Linked DNA regions of Oncorhynchus kisutch: region 2 is linked to region 1. Evidence: chromatin contacts called from public Hi-C data. All regions are on one chromosome and are shown on one strand. Each heading gives the region's core, a stretch centred on a gene start, on an enhancer-like site or on the middle of the called end of the contact. The rest is flanking DNA. Distances are from core to core; before and after follow the strand shown. Region 1 holds the start of LOC109864822 (calnexin-like). Region 2 holds the start of LOC109864824 (alpha-1,3-mannosyl-glycoprotein 4-beta-N-acetylglucosaminyltransferase B).

The links. Hi-C and Micro-C count contacts between places; a contact is called where the count stands out from the background.
Region 2: a contact with region 1 is called in a Hi-C map of liver, with 9 times the contacts expected there. The contact joins the promoter of LOC109864824 here to the promoter of LOC109864822 in region 1. A contact is called at or near these places in 2 of 2 Hi-C or Micro-C datasets (liver and muscle).

Annotation. Positions count from the first base shown.
Region 1 is chrLG19:40,323,437-40,330,642 of Okis_V2, forward strand. LOC109864822 (calnexin-like) reads right to left here and starts at 4,286. Exons shown (of 14, transcript XM_020452797.2): 1 at 4,181-4,286. It overlaps LOC109864824 (alpha-1,3-mannosyl-glycoprotein 4-beta-N-acetylglucosaminyltransferase B), which reads right to left. Exons shown (of 15, transcript XM_020452798.2): 15 at 5,387-7,206.
Region 2 is chrLG19:40,509,194-40,516,399 of Okis_V2, forward strand. LOC109864824 (alpha-1,3-mannosyl-glycoprotein 4-beta-N-acetylglucosaminyltransferase B) reads right to left here and starts at 3,418. Exons shown (of 15, transcript XM_020452798.2): 1 at 3,010-3,418. The coding sequence starts at 3,106. The region is part of intron 1 of LOC109864825 (sequestosome-1-like); the gene reads left to right.

The DNA of each region.
Region 1 (7,206 bases), core at 3,036-5,535:
ATAACCTTGATTCTTGCAATACAAGAATTTGGAATATCGCGCAAAAAACAAATCTAATTCATTCGATATATCGCCCAGCCCTAACCCACATTCACTCTGTTTGGGGGATACAGGAGCTTGAAGGGTGCTTGCAGCCTAGGACAGGTGCGGGGCATTTTGTGGTCATGGGGTGGGTGGGAGGGCCAGAAGGATATATGTGAGAGTAGTGCCAAATGTAACTTTCTCAACAAAGGCTGGAGACATCATGCAGGCAAACAAAACACCACACACACACACACACACACACAGGAGGGGAGACCCTAGTTGTGCTGCCAAGTGGACAGCCTTCCCCCATTCACATCATGCCTCAGTGGTCACATGTCCTTGAGAGCAGAGCGATACAGTGCCTTGCGAAAGTATTCGGCCCCCTTGAACTTTGCGACCTTTTGCCACATTTCAGGCTTCAAACATAAAGATATAAAACTGTATTTTTTTGTGAAGAATCAACAACAAGTGGGACACAATCATGAAGTGGAACGACATTTATTGGATATTTCAAACTTTTTTAACAAATCAAAAACTGAAAAATTGGAGGTGCAAAATTATTCAGCCCCTTTACTTTCAGTGCAGCAAACTCTCTCCAGAAGTTCAGTGAGGATCTCTGAATGATCCAATGTTGACCTAAATGACTAATGATGATAAATACAATCAAGTCTCCGTATAAATGCACCTGCACTGTGATAGTCTCAGAGGTCCGTTAAAAGCGCAGAGAGCATCATGAAGACCAAGGAACACACCAGGCAGGTCCGAGATACTGTTGTGAAGAAGTTTAAAGCCGGATTTGGATACAAAAAGATTTCCCAAGCTTTAAACATCCCAAGGAGCACTGTGCAAGCGATAATATTGAAATGGAAGGAGTATCAGACCACTGCAAATCTACCAAGACCTGGCCGTCCCTCTAAACTTTCAGCTCATACAAGGAGAAGACTGATCAGAGATGCAGCCAAGAGGCCCATGATCACTCTGGATGAACTGCAGAGATCTACAGCTGAGGTGGGAGACTGTCCATAGGACAACAATCAGTCGTATATTGCACAAATCTGGCCTTTATGGAAGAGTGGCAAGAAGAAAGCCATTTCTTAAAGATATCCATAAAAAGTGTCGTTTAAAGTTTGCCACAAGCCACCTGGGAGACACCGAACATGTGGAAGAAGGTGCTCTGGTCAGATGAAACCAAAATTGAACTTTGGCAACAATGCAAAACGTTATGTTTGGCGTAAAAGCAACACAGCTCATCACCCTGAACACACCATCCCCACTGTCAAACATGGTGGTGGCAGCATCATGGTTTGGGCCTGCTTTTCTTCAGCAGGGACAGGGAAGATGGTTAAAATTGATGGGAAGATGGATGGAGCCAAATACAGGACCATTCTGGAAGAAAACCTGATGGAGTCTGCAAAAGACCTGAGACTGGGATGGTGATTTGTCTTCCAACAAGACAATGATCCAAAACATAAAGCAAAATCTACAATGGAATGGTTCAAAAATAAACATATCCAGGTGTTAGAATGGCCAAGTCAAAGTCCAGACCTGAATCCAATCGAGAATCTGTGGAAAGAACTGAAAACTGCTGTTCACAAATGCTCTCCATCCAACCTCACTGAGCTCGAGCTGTTTTGCAAGGAGGAATGGGAAAACATTTCAGTCTCTCGATGTGCAAAACTGATAGACATACCCCAAGCGACTTACAGCTGTAATCGCAGCAAAAGGTGGCGCTACAAAGTATTAACTTTAGGGGGCTGAATAATTTTGCACGCCCAATTTTTCAGTTTTTTATTTGTTTAAAAAGTTTGAAATATCCAATAAATGTCGTTCCACTTCATGATTGTGTCCCACTTGTTGTTGATTCTTCACAAAAAAATGCAGTTTTATATCTTTATGTTTGAAGCCTGAAATGTGGCAAAAGGTCGCAAAGTTCAAGGGGGCCGAATACTTTCGCAAGGCACTGTAGGAGGGGAGGTGACTGTAGACTAATCAATCAGTGCTCAAGCAACACAGCAAAGAGTGTTATCTGTCAGGCAGTCTTCTGAATTCATTCCATCCAGTTCACGCTGTACAGTGCTGTCTTCTAATGCTGAGGTCATATGGTTCTCTCAGTGTATACCATCTAAGTAGGAGACATCAAGGTGCAAGATGTCGAACTGTGCTTTCACAGAGTGTCCTCTCATGGATAAGAAACATGCAGCATCTGATACTGGAAAGCCAACTCTGTGCTGTGAAGCCCTGTCTAGGTCATACTGTAGGGATCTGGGAAGGGGTGCGCACTGGGTTGAAGCAGATAAGATAAGGACCCAAAGGCACCCCCCCCATGTGCCTTTCGGGGCCTTGACCATCTCAAAAAAGATAATGCAAGATGTAAGAAGATTATGTAAAAGCTAATATTATATTTTAAAGCATGTGTATCAGTCTATTGTTCCATTCAACGTTAGTTACTAAATTGTCAACAAGAGTGGATTTAAAATGCAATTATCTTCTTAAAGTCCAATCTTAAAACATAACAGATCTGTTTTAAATATTACCCACCAGAGAACTGAGAAGTTACTATTTAACAAGGTATAACAACAAATGTCCAACTTCCTACGCACATTCAGATAATTGATTTATATAGAATATCAATTACATTTCTCACAATAGCTAACCATTTAATAAGACACACCAATTCTAGCTTTGGGAAACATCGGGAGTCTGTATTGGTTGGACACCCTGAGTTCTGCATCCTTCTGGTGGGTGGCGACGGAAAATAACCACCTCACAATATAGCCACCCCCCAAAAACATTTCCTGTCAATAAAGGCATACGTAAAATCTCTAGGAACTCGATTTACCAGAAATAAAGTGAAGTGTCCCTCGCTATCAAATAAGCGCCCGAATCCAATTGTTCTCCGCACTGAACCATATTCCTGCAATTAGACCAAGCACTACAAACACAGGAGGAATATGGTGCAGTTCAGACATTTATTTCATAGCGAGGTTAACATTTCAATTTACATCTGGTAAGTCGAGTTCCTAGAAATTATACATGTGCCTTGGTGGCAGAAAATAAATTGGGGGAGGGGTGAAGCTGGCAATGTTGTGATATGGTTATTTTCGGTCACCAGATCTATGCACAACTCAGGGAGTCCAACCAATACAAGACTTCTGATGTGTCCCAAAGCTAACCAATTCCGTTAGATAAGCAAACTGTAAAAGCCACATTTCCAAGAGGGCGCTGTATGACCTCTATCTAGCCGTTGCACTTTCTGGTTTCATTCAGTGGCGGAAGTGGGTTTGTAAAACTGGTCAGACTTCTAAGTGCTTTGCCAGTAATACCCGTTTCCATGGTAGAACAGGGGTAACAAGGTTTTCCTATAAAACACGTAGCAATTCCTACAAGCAGGCTTCATGTAGCTCCTAAGGGAAATTATTTAACATATAATATCTGTAGCTAGCTATAGTACTCATCTTGATAACCCCCTTTTGAAGGGAGTATGGTAATGTTACCCACTATATCCAACACAGGAAACCCGATTACAATTACCACACGAAAAAGGACATAACTACATAGTTAGGGCAGAATGCTTATCATGAGTCCATGCATTTACTTGTGTACGATATTTAAATAGCCATATTGGTTTCGCACCATGACAGACACTGCTGCATCATCACCACATTTTTTCCCCCTGATTTTTAGTGTTAGTCAACTACAATATAGTTTGTGAAAATGTCGGAACGTTATTGTAACAAATAGATAAGTCATTTTCCTTACTTTTAACTCGAGGCTGGTATCGCTTGCTATCCACGTTCGATGCCTCCCATGTAGGCAAGTTTGGTAACGTTAGCCTGTCCAACTTGTCTTACACAAAATGTCGGCAAAATGAACACACGGGCAAAGTGTGCAACTGACGGTGTTACATGACAATAAACGGAATAATTACATTAATTTGTTATCTTAATTGCTAACTAGGCTAAATTAGCTTGCTAGCTGGCCGTCAGCTAGCCAGTCTATGCTAAGACCACGCATGGGTTCTTGATCTTATTCAGTATTGCAATTAAACGATACTGGCCTGTATGCAAACAGCTGAACATCCTATGTCAATTTAGACTGACATTATAATTTAGCGACTTATGTTTGTAAGAAGTGATATTTGTTCGTCATTACTTACCTCCTGATTCCGATGTGACCACTTGGAACTACAGCCGGATCACGTGTGGCTTTGGGGCATGCATACTGGATTAGTAGCTCCACCTTCTCCACTTGCTGATTGGTTGCCAACTTGAAAACGCTGATATTTTCCGGGAATTATAGGAATTTGATTGCTTGTACTACACGCTCATCACAATGAATGGTCTCCGCCCCCAATCTCAACCTCGTGGACGGCGATGATTTGTCCAGCTCTAAGAGGAAATGCATGCCGATTGGTTATAGTCAGACAAGGCTCAAATATAAATTTGCAGCAGCGAAAATGATTGATGATTGTTGTAGTTTATGATCAATTAATGATTTATGTACTTTGTGAAGTTCGAATAAAATAGTAAAACTCTTTGCATATTAATTTATCACCTAAAGCGCCAATGTGATCATTCTGAATGTGAGGTTTATTGAATATGGTGTAGGCTTATTCAATAATGTACAATATAATTACATCCCTGTTGATAGATGCATTCATTTGGATACAGTTCTTTTTTTCTGATCATAAACAACAACAAATGCTAATTGCATGCCCCCATCCTGGTCAAATTTGGGGGTGTTTGAACCCCATAATAATGGACTGGATTTATGTAGTGCTTTTACATGTGCTCAAAGCACTTTATGTTGTATGGATGATCATGTTTGAAAATGAATGCTGTGTTCTATACATCCTGTTTTCTGAAGTACCCTGACTGTATGCTGCTAAATGAAAATATCAAATAGCCTACCCTACAATATTATCACAAAACCTTATGGCCTAGAGATGCATTCAATCCGACCTGCGGAAGGAACTATAGCTCAATGGACATTTCTAAAAGTAATTTCCGATTGAGCCGACATAGTTTATGCAGCGTTTACAGTAAATGTGGACATTGCCTTTCAAAGTTGAATAGCAGAAAACGGGCACTCCAAATCTATCTAGCCCAATGTCATAGCTACACATAGGCTCACTTGCATTCTACCGAGCACCAAAGCCTATGGTGTCAAAATATCAATGGGACTTTGCAGTCACATGGTCCATTAATGAAATATGCAAGGAATGTGACCCATGTACATGTGATTTGGTACCACAAAAGTAGCGTAGCCTACCTTTCACAAAAGCAGACTAATTCACACGAGATTACTCAGATTTTTATTGAATTGACCAGAGCAAATAACTTGAAACAAAAACAAACCCATGTCAATTGAAATTCCGTCTTTATTACAATTCACAGAATGGATAGATAACATCATTAAATATAGTTTATCTAAATTATACAAAATACAACATATAATAGCAATGCATTCCAGTGCACCTTACAAGAAAAGAAAACTCTTTCTCCTTCTTAGCTCATTGGGTACAGTTCAGATTTTTCTATCCATAGCCCTACATTGACTTAATGCACCCACGCACCTGCTACTGTATAGTGGCCATACCGATAGCAACGAAGGGGCTCCTAAAACAGCTTGTTTACTGGAGTGCACACCCCAATAAATGGAAAACAAGTTTAGGTCAGTTGTTGCTGAGAAACTGTGTTTAACATTGAGCAGAATCAGAATCAATGTTGCATTCTGTATTCGATAGAAAAGCGGCCTTGCTTCTGAGTTAAGTCCCCAAGTTGAATTTCTCTGTCAGTACACTTGTATTGGCTGAAATCCCATACTCCTGTTCTGTGCCGACAACTCTTTAGATTTCGGTCAAGGGCTTTCAATGGTTTTTCGGTTGGGCTCTGATAAAGGAATGTGTTTTAGATCCAAGTATGCAAAAGCAAATGAATGTGTCCCTTTAACTGCAAAATACTTTGCAAAATACGTGCTTCTCCACCTGCATTGCTTGCTGTTTGGGGTTTTAGGCTGGGTTTCTGTACAGCACTTTGAGATATCAGCTGATGTACGAAGGGCTATATAAATACATTTGATTTGATTTGATTTGATCTAGCAATACATAGAACTTGAGTTTGGCCCTTGCCGTCACAGAGCCTGTTTGGAAGATGTATAAGTCTGGTGTCAGGACAATTACTGTACTTTAATAAATTCCACCATCAATTCATTATAGTAGTAGTGCAGAACATGTGGAATGAGAGGGGTTGTCATATATTGGACAGTTTCACTCTCTCATGAGACCTCACTTGAGGGGAAGAGAGGGGTCCTTCCTAGACTTCTTCATGGTCATTATGAGAAACATAGATTCTACTGAGAAGTAAAGATGATTCTTCATGCATTGATTAGAGCTACATATTTCTCTTACATCTGACTAGTCCAGACAATTACTCCACGTGTGTATCTGATATGTGGCTCCTTGGATTACAACTAACCTTGTGTATCTGATATGTGGCAGACATAGAAAATCCAACAGATATGTTTCCTGTAAATCAGATATGTTTCCTGTATTATGGAGGCCGCTGTCTTTTCCAGTTCCCTAGCTAATGCAATTGAGTAGCTTGTGTCTGGCCTTGCCTTACATTGATTTATCCCCACAACCTGGTTAACTTCATGTCACATTAAGGCAAATTGATAGGCGGAGAAGGGGAAAAAACAATGTTAGGGAAGATGGTTCATGAAATAAATCTCAAACAGATGTAGGAACCATAATCATAATGTGCCTACATTGACTTCTGGCTTTAGAATTGACCATATAAAGATATTTTATTCAAACATTAGACATGTGTGTACTTTCTGGCTAAAGTTCTATTTCCATCTACACTGTATAGGCCTAGGCTACTTTTCTGACTTACTTTTGTGGACACTCACTGTAAATACATATCAACACACATAATAGAGATCATTCATATGATTGTGTTACATAAATATGCATATTAGGCCTATATCCACATACATAGGTATTTTCTGAATACATTTGATCGACTGCCCGAAAGCTCAGCCACAATTAAATACATTTTTGTGTGCGGAGACTATTTCCTGCTTCTCCAGTTTTGCCTTTTGCCTCCAGCACCTTCACAAATCAGTGATGAGTGTGCGGTAGATCCTGCCTACTGGGAATACATTTGGGTAAAACCAGTA
Region 2 (7,206 bases), core at 2,168-4,667, 180 kb after region 1:
GACGTACAGAGCAACATGATACCTGCCTCTACGCATCCCACTGGAACGAGGGAGAGAAAGAGTAGAGGACAAAAGAACAAAGGATCAATCCAAAGTTCCATTGCTCTCAGAATCACCAGTCTTCTTTGTGTACTGAAGCGTGGACAAAGACAAGTATGAATATCCACAGAGCACACATTATGGGTGTACTACAGCTTGGAAAACGACACTGACTAGCGAGCTACCTGATAAGACCAGTCTCTGTTTTCTACAACATTCTGTTTGGAGACCACATTAGAATAGCCTATACAAAACCACAACAAAAGCTCAATCAAAAGTGAAACAGAGCATGAGAGAGCAAAAAAAAGGTCTAGCAGGCAGCGAGCATTTGTCCCTACACACCACACCACAATTAAGGTTAGAATTAGTGTTAGGATTAGAATTAAGTTAAGGGTTAGGAGCTAGGGTTGGTTTTAGGGTTAAGGTATGGGTTAGGGGAAATAGGATTTTGAATGGGACTGAATTGTGTGTCCCCACAAGGTTAGTTGTACAAGACTGTGTGTTTGTGTGGTGGCCTATCAGTGACAAACCAACTTTCACATCTCCCAAGAGTCATCGTGCTCCAGGGAATTCCGTAGGCCAAGTCGCATCAGAGAGAAAGTCACTTTGAGGAACTAAACAGAGAATTAGTGTTTCAAAAAGAAAAAGCTTAAGATAAAGGTCTGTTCACGAGAATTCAGATGTACTGAATTAGTTTAGGGTTGTATATAGAGAAACCTGTGGCTTCATGTTCAGTCATTCTTCCACCCATTACATAATTTGTTCACTTACTCACTGACCTGCATTTGTGTATCAATAATTGTAATCAATAATAATTTCTTATTCAATCCAGTCATTCATTCCTGGGAAACATTGACTTATCTGACACTGTTGATATTAAATTGATATCTGACGAGTGGCAAGGTTCAGTGCAGTGTTAATCAGCAAGCACAGATAGATTGAAACAGCCCTCAGCGAAATAAATGTATCAAACAAGCTTCTGAAATCATGTTTAGCTGTTTGCTTGACTGAATTAATTTGCCCAAGTGCTGTCTGGCTCGGAGGAGCGCATCGAGACACTTACTGACACACACAGCGGTGCAATCTCTCCCTGTTTCGCTCCCAAGTTAATTGCCATCCAGGAGTCAATTTCAGTCACATACCCCAGTCAACAACACATGACTGTAGACAGGATGCACGAGACATAAATATGGCCTTCCACAGGAAAACATGGTGATAATGAGGAGCATGATATCTTGACAGGAAACATGGGGGGAGGCAGAGAGGAAGGGAGGAGACGCAGTTTCTCCACAATTAACTCAGAATATAAGGCATGTTAACAGTCTTAATAAGCTACACTGCACACACAACCTTCCCACTCCTTGCCTGCCCCTTGTGATCGAAGAGTTGTTGGGGAAGGTATGTCATTATTTTGATATGACACAGGGAATTTGTTTGAGTTGATTGATTTCAGAATGCATCTTTCATCACATTATAGTCTATGCTTCACTCTCTGTGCCCAACATATCCTCTCTGTAGCACAACCTAAACATAGCAATCAGGAAAGTGTAAAGACCCCCAGGATCAATTATCTAACTGTTATATTAGGACTGCTATTATTAGATAATGAACTTGCATCCAGCTCAAGCTCTGGTGTAAACACAGTGCAGGTGCACTTCCACGATGGTGCTAATGTTGTGTTAGCTCCCGAGAAGCATCATCTCAAGCTTTTTAAAGGGTTGATTCCATTGGAGGGAAACCAACTAGAAATAGACATGAGTCATTACCCTATCAGGTTTCTCTGAAATGTTGCACCAACGTCCAGGGAATTTTGCCACCGCACTATAACAGGGAGAAACGGCTGGATTTCAGATCTATCGTACTAATCTTATGGGAATTGGCCTCGTGACATGTTTTCTTTTTTTCTTCAACATTTTTACAAGACATTTTTCATCATTACAAAAACAGATAATCATGACATCATGCATTAAAGTTCCCAACAACATTGTGAGAGACAGTGGCTTTCACGTCCCTATTTAGTTGAACAGCCTTTATCAAGGTACTTCTATGCAGAGTTCGATGACTAATAATCGCTGAAGAGGAATGCATACATAGTTGTGATTTGGTTTGTTATAGCCTCTCAGTGTAGAGAACATTTGGCAGGGACCAAAGGGGAGTGTAAGGCTGTCAAAGCCATAGGGGGTCCATAAAAGACATGTGTGTGAACTGTCAATAACTATAACAGCCAGCACTTTGAGGGAAGTATCAACCTAGGAAGGGCAGGTCCCCTTGCACAACAACTTCAAAGCCCACAAAGCTCTATAAAATGTACAAACAAAGGGAAAAAAATCCATCCATGCATGCACAATCCACAGCCACCTTGCAGGTTGCAGAGGTAGAATTTTGCAAGTTCAACCACCAGTCAATTCGATTCCAGAACGTTAGATGCTGAAGTGGCCGAATGTTGCAAACGTCTGCAGGGAGAACCCTTTCTAAAAGCCAGAGCTACACAGAAACATTGGATCAGCATGAATAATCTACAGCTACTTTGTTTCAATCTTGATGCCTGAGATGCGCGCTTTGCACAATCGGATTCATAATGTCAACGCTGTGTTTATACAGTGGGAAATATACCAGATATCACTCTGCAAGCGCAGGCTGATGAATATAAAAACGCTCGTCCTGGGGGCCTTTAGAATTATGTATTTATCAACATAACCTGCTCAATGTAAGCAAAAGCTGCAGGGAAAATGCGTGACAAAGGTAGAGGGTCTGACCGTACCACCCGGTGAAAACTCTATCCTATTCTTCACGGTCGAAGGATAACAACATGCCAATATCACACACCAACACCAGCAGCTTATTTCCAAACACACAAACGCAAGTGAACGCTACACGATATCAGACCGATATTTTGTGTAGGCTCGGGTCTCTGATAGCAGACGCCTCAACCCACCCCCGCCGCGTGGTGCGTTATAGCGGCTACCTTACCTTTGGAATTGCTGAATGCCGTGTACCAGGAGAGCGAAATGAGTCCGCATAGACCAAACAATACGACCGTTAGGAAGGTGCCATTTCGGAGCCTCATCTCCGGATCCCCGGGCTCATGTCCGAACCGAGTGCGGGGTATCTGGGCTCTCTCTGCTCGTTTGCGGTGCTTCCAGGAGATAAATGCCTCTTTACGCCTGGCATTCGGAGCGGAGGACTGGGTTTGTTATTGCGCGGCGCTCTGCTCTCCGGTAGACTACTCAGTCGCACAAGCATGCAATGCTCACCAGGAAGGGTTGCCAGAAAAGGGGGGGGATATTTTTTCTCTCTCTCCTCGAGTCAGAGCGGAGTGGTTAAAGAGATACCATACAGTGTTGCAAGTACAGTGTTGCAAGTGGGCGTTGGGAAATGTGAAAGGCAGCAGCTCCAGGTTGATGTTCATGTTCCGCTCATTTAATTTAATGACGTAGGCGTAAGTGCCCGAGGTAGCTTACAAGTGCTTCTTCATCCATTCGGATACTGAGCCTGACATGCAAGTGGATCGCAAGTGCAGCACCAAGAGGCAAGAATGAAATAGCCTCACTTGGTTGAAACATTTGACAGTGCTTTAAATTTTATTTTACTTCTGCTATAACGTGGAAAGGCAAACCATGTGCCCAAATCCATATGGGTTATTTAGCCTACCTAGAAGCGGGCTGTCAATTAAACACCTTTTCGTTGAATAATAAACCTAATTCAAATTTGGGGTCCGAATGAGCAGTGCATTTCTCTCCACATCTGGCCGGAACACACATGTTTTATAGGCTGCACTAATTAGCCAAATTAACAAACCATTGCGCAAACTGTTTACAGATGTCAGTCGCTCTGCAAACAAGCTGCAAACATACTCACTACTACTGTCGAATTGAAAAACAATAAACAGGTAGTCTGTTTTTTACTTAAAGAAAACATATTTTTCAAACTATTTTTTACTTAACTAGGCAAGTCAGATACGAACAAATTCTTATTTTCAATGACAGACTAGAAACAGTGGGTTTAACTTCCTTGTTCAGGGGCAGAACGCCAGATGTTTACCTTGTCAGCTTTCGGTCCAACGCTCTAACCGCTAGGCTACCTGCCGCCCCTATCCAACAAGACACTTTCTTGTCAGTCAACTTTTTTTTGTTTTGATAAATGTGCCATAAAATTAATCATAATACAGGAATAATGTCAGCAAGTGAAATTATATCCATAGAGGTTATTCCAATGAAAATGGCCCCGTGTGGCTCAGTTGGTAGAGCGTGGAGTTTGCAACACCAATGTTGTGGTTGAGATTAACCCAGGGGACCAGTACGGAAAATGTATGCACTAACTACTACGTACTGTAAATCGCTCTGGATAAGAGGGTCTCCTAAATTTAAAAAATGTAAGTGACAGACAATACCATTTTTAACATAAATAATTTGCCAGGAAAAGAAGGCAAAACTACAACAAGATGTGCAGGAACTTCTCAGGAATATCTTCAAATTTTAATAGGTCCCTGCCTTGCACCATGTAGTAGACTAGGCACATGGTTCGTGGAGAAATGCTATCACCTAGCGGTGAAAGAAAAACTTTACACGTGGCTCATTTACTACTTTACGTACGTCTTGGTTTTGACTAGACGGATTACATTTTTTGTCTGATTTGACTTTTCGTAGCAGCAGGGTTGGAGAATTTACACAGAATGTTAGAATAATTAACGTAGCAGGTTAGGAGAATCCCTTATAGCCATGACCTTGCGCCTTTTCCCTACCATTATTGCTAAAGTGACAATTACTCATCAAGATAACCATGGGATAACCTTAAATTAGCCTATGAACATGGTCATTCAAATTGTATGGCAACAATGATAGATTAATTGGACACAGAGTAACAACAATAATTTATAAAAGCACAACAAAAAAATAATAATAATCCAGGGATTTGACTGTTGAGATCCACGAATTATTATGACAACATAGTAATACACCCACAAACAAATTTGATCTAGTTTATAAAAAACATCTGTTTCTAGAAACATCGTGCGCGTTCTACGGATTACCAAACTCGCCGGGGGAAAAAATATACTGTTTGATAAAGCGGTCATGGGGCCTATGCGTCAGAATCAGGTGACGGAGCACCACTAAGAGGCAGTAAAGCAGGACGAAAAGTAACGCTATTTCACACAGCTTTCATCAGACGCTTCACGTTGGTTGCATATTTTCTGATTGAGTTTGCATCGAACATTGCCTAATGCACTGTATGACTTCGAAGGTGTAATGATCAAATTTAATAATTTTCGTACAGGCTAGGCTACTGCACAATAATGAATAACAAACGAATACAATTGTGTGTAACCGAGATGATTTTGGTATATATATTGAAATTGATTTTGGTAGATATATTGAATTTAATTTTGGTAGATACAGTACCAGTCAAAAGTTTGGACACACCTACTCATTCAAGGGTTTTTCTTCATTTTTACTATTTTCTAAATTGTAAAATAATAGTGAAGACATAATAGTGAAGACAAAAGTATGAAATAACACATATGGAATCGTGTAGTAACCCAAAAAAAGTGTTAAACAAATCAAAAATATTTGAGATTTTAGAGTCTTCAAAGTAGCCACTGTTTGCCTTGATGACATCTTTGCACTCTCCTGGCATTCTCTCAACCAGCTTCACCTGGAAAGCTTTTCCAACAGTCTTGAAGGAGTTCCCACATATGCTGAGCACTTGTTGGCTGTTTTTGCTTCACTCTGTGGTCAACTCATCTCAAACCATCTCAATTGGATTGAGGTCGGGTGATTGTGGAGGCCAGGTCATCTGATGCAGCACTCTCCTTGGTCAAATAGCTCTTATACAGCCTGAAGGTGTGTTGGGTCATTGTCCTATTGAAAAACAAATGATAGTCCCACTAAGAGCAAACCAGATTATGGTTAAGGGTGCCTTGAATTCTAAATAAAGCACTGGCAGTGCCACCAGCAAAGCACCACCACACCTCCATGCTTCATGGTGGGAACAACACATGCGGAGATCATCCGTTCACCTACTATACGTCTCACAAAGACATGGCCCAAGCAAGTCTTTTCTTCTTATTGGTGTCCTTAATTAGTGTTTTTTTTTGCAGCAGCAATTCGACCATGAATGCCTGATTCACTCCGTCTACTCTGAATAGTTGATGTTGAGATGTGTCTGTTACTTGAACTCTGTGAAGCATTTATTTGGGCTGCAATTTCTGAGGCTGGTAACTCTAATGAACTTAACCTCTGCAGCAGCGGTAACTCTGGCTCTTACTTTCCTGTTGCAGAACTCGTGAGAGCCAGTTTCATCATACCGCTTGATGGTTTTGCGCGACCGCACTTGAAGAAGCTTTCAAAGTTGTTGAAATTTTCCGGATTGACTGACCTTCATGTCTTAAAGTAATGATGGACTGTTGTTTGTCTTTGCTTATTTGAACTGTTCTTGCAATAATGTGGACTTGGTATTTTACCAAATAGGGCTATCCTTTATATACCACCCCTACTCTGTCACAACACAACTGATGGGCCCAAACGCATTAAGAAGGAAAGAAAATCCACAAATGAACTTTTAACAAGGCACACCTGTTTATTGAAATGCATTCCAGGTGACTACCTCATGAAGCTGGTTGAGAGAATGCCAAGAGTGTGCAAAGCTGTCATCAAGACAAAGGGTGGCTACTTTGAAGAATCTCAAATATAAAATATATTTTGATTCGCTTAACACTTTTTTTGGTTACTACATGATTCCATATGTGTTATTTCATAGTTTTGATGTCTTCACTATTATTCTGCAATGTAGAATAATAGTAAAACATAAAGAAAAACCCTTTCATGAGTAGGTGTGTCCAAACGTTTGACTGGTACTGTATATTGAAAAATAATACATCAAGTGACCTATTATGAAACATATTGTATCTCATGTCTTGTTTAAGGCCATGGAACCAACATGTTTCACTCATGATGACTGCAAGAATGCTTAGTCAAAGTAAACCAACAAGGCTAGGACACAGTCTTTCGTACATGTCTATAGGCACTAAAACAAGGTGCATGGTGATTTAGGTGTATTATGGACATTGTATTAGCCTATACCCCTATAACTTAGAATTCTGCTATACAGAAGTAGGTAACTCGTGAACTAATGGAATCTGTCTCCCTCACTACTATAGGCCTAGTGCTA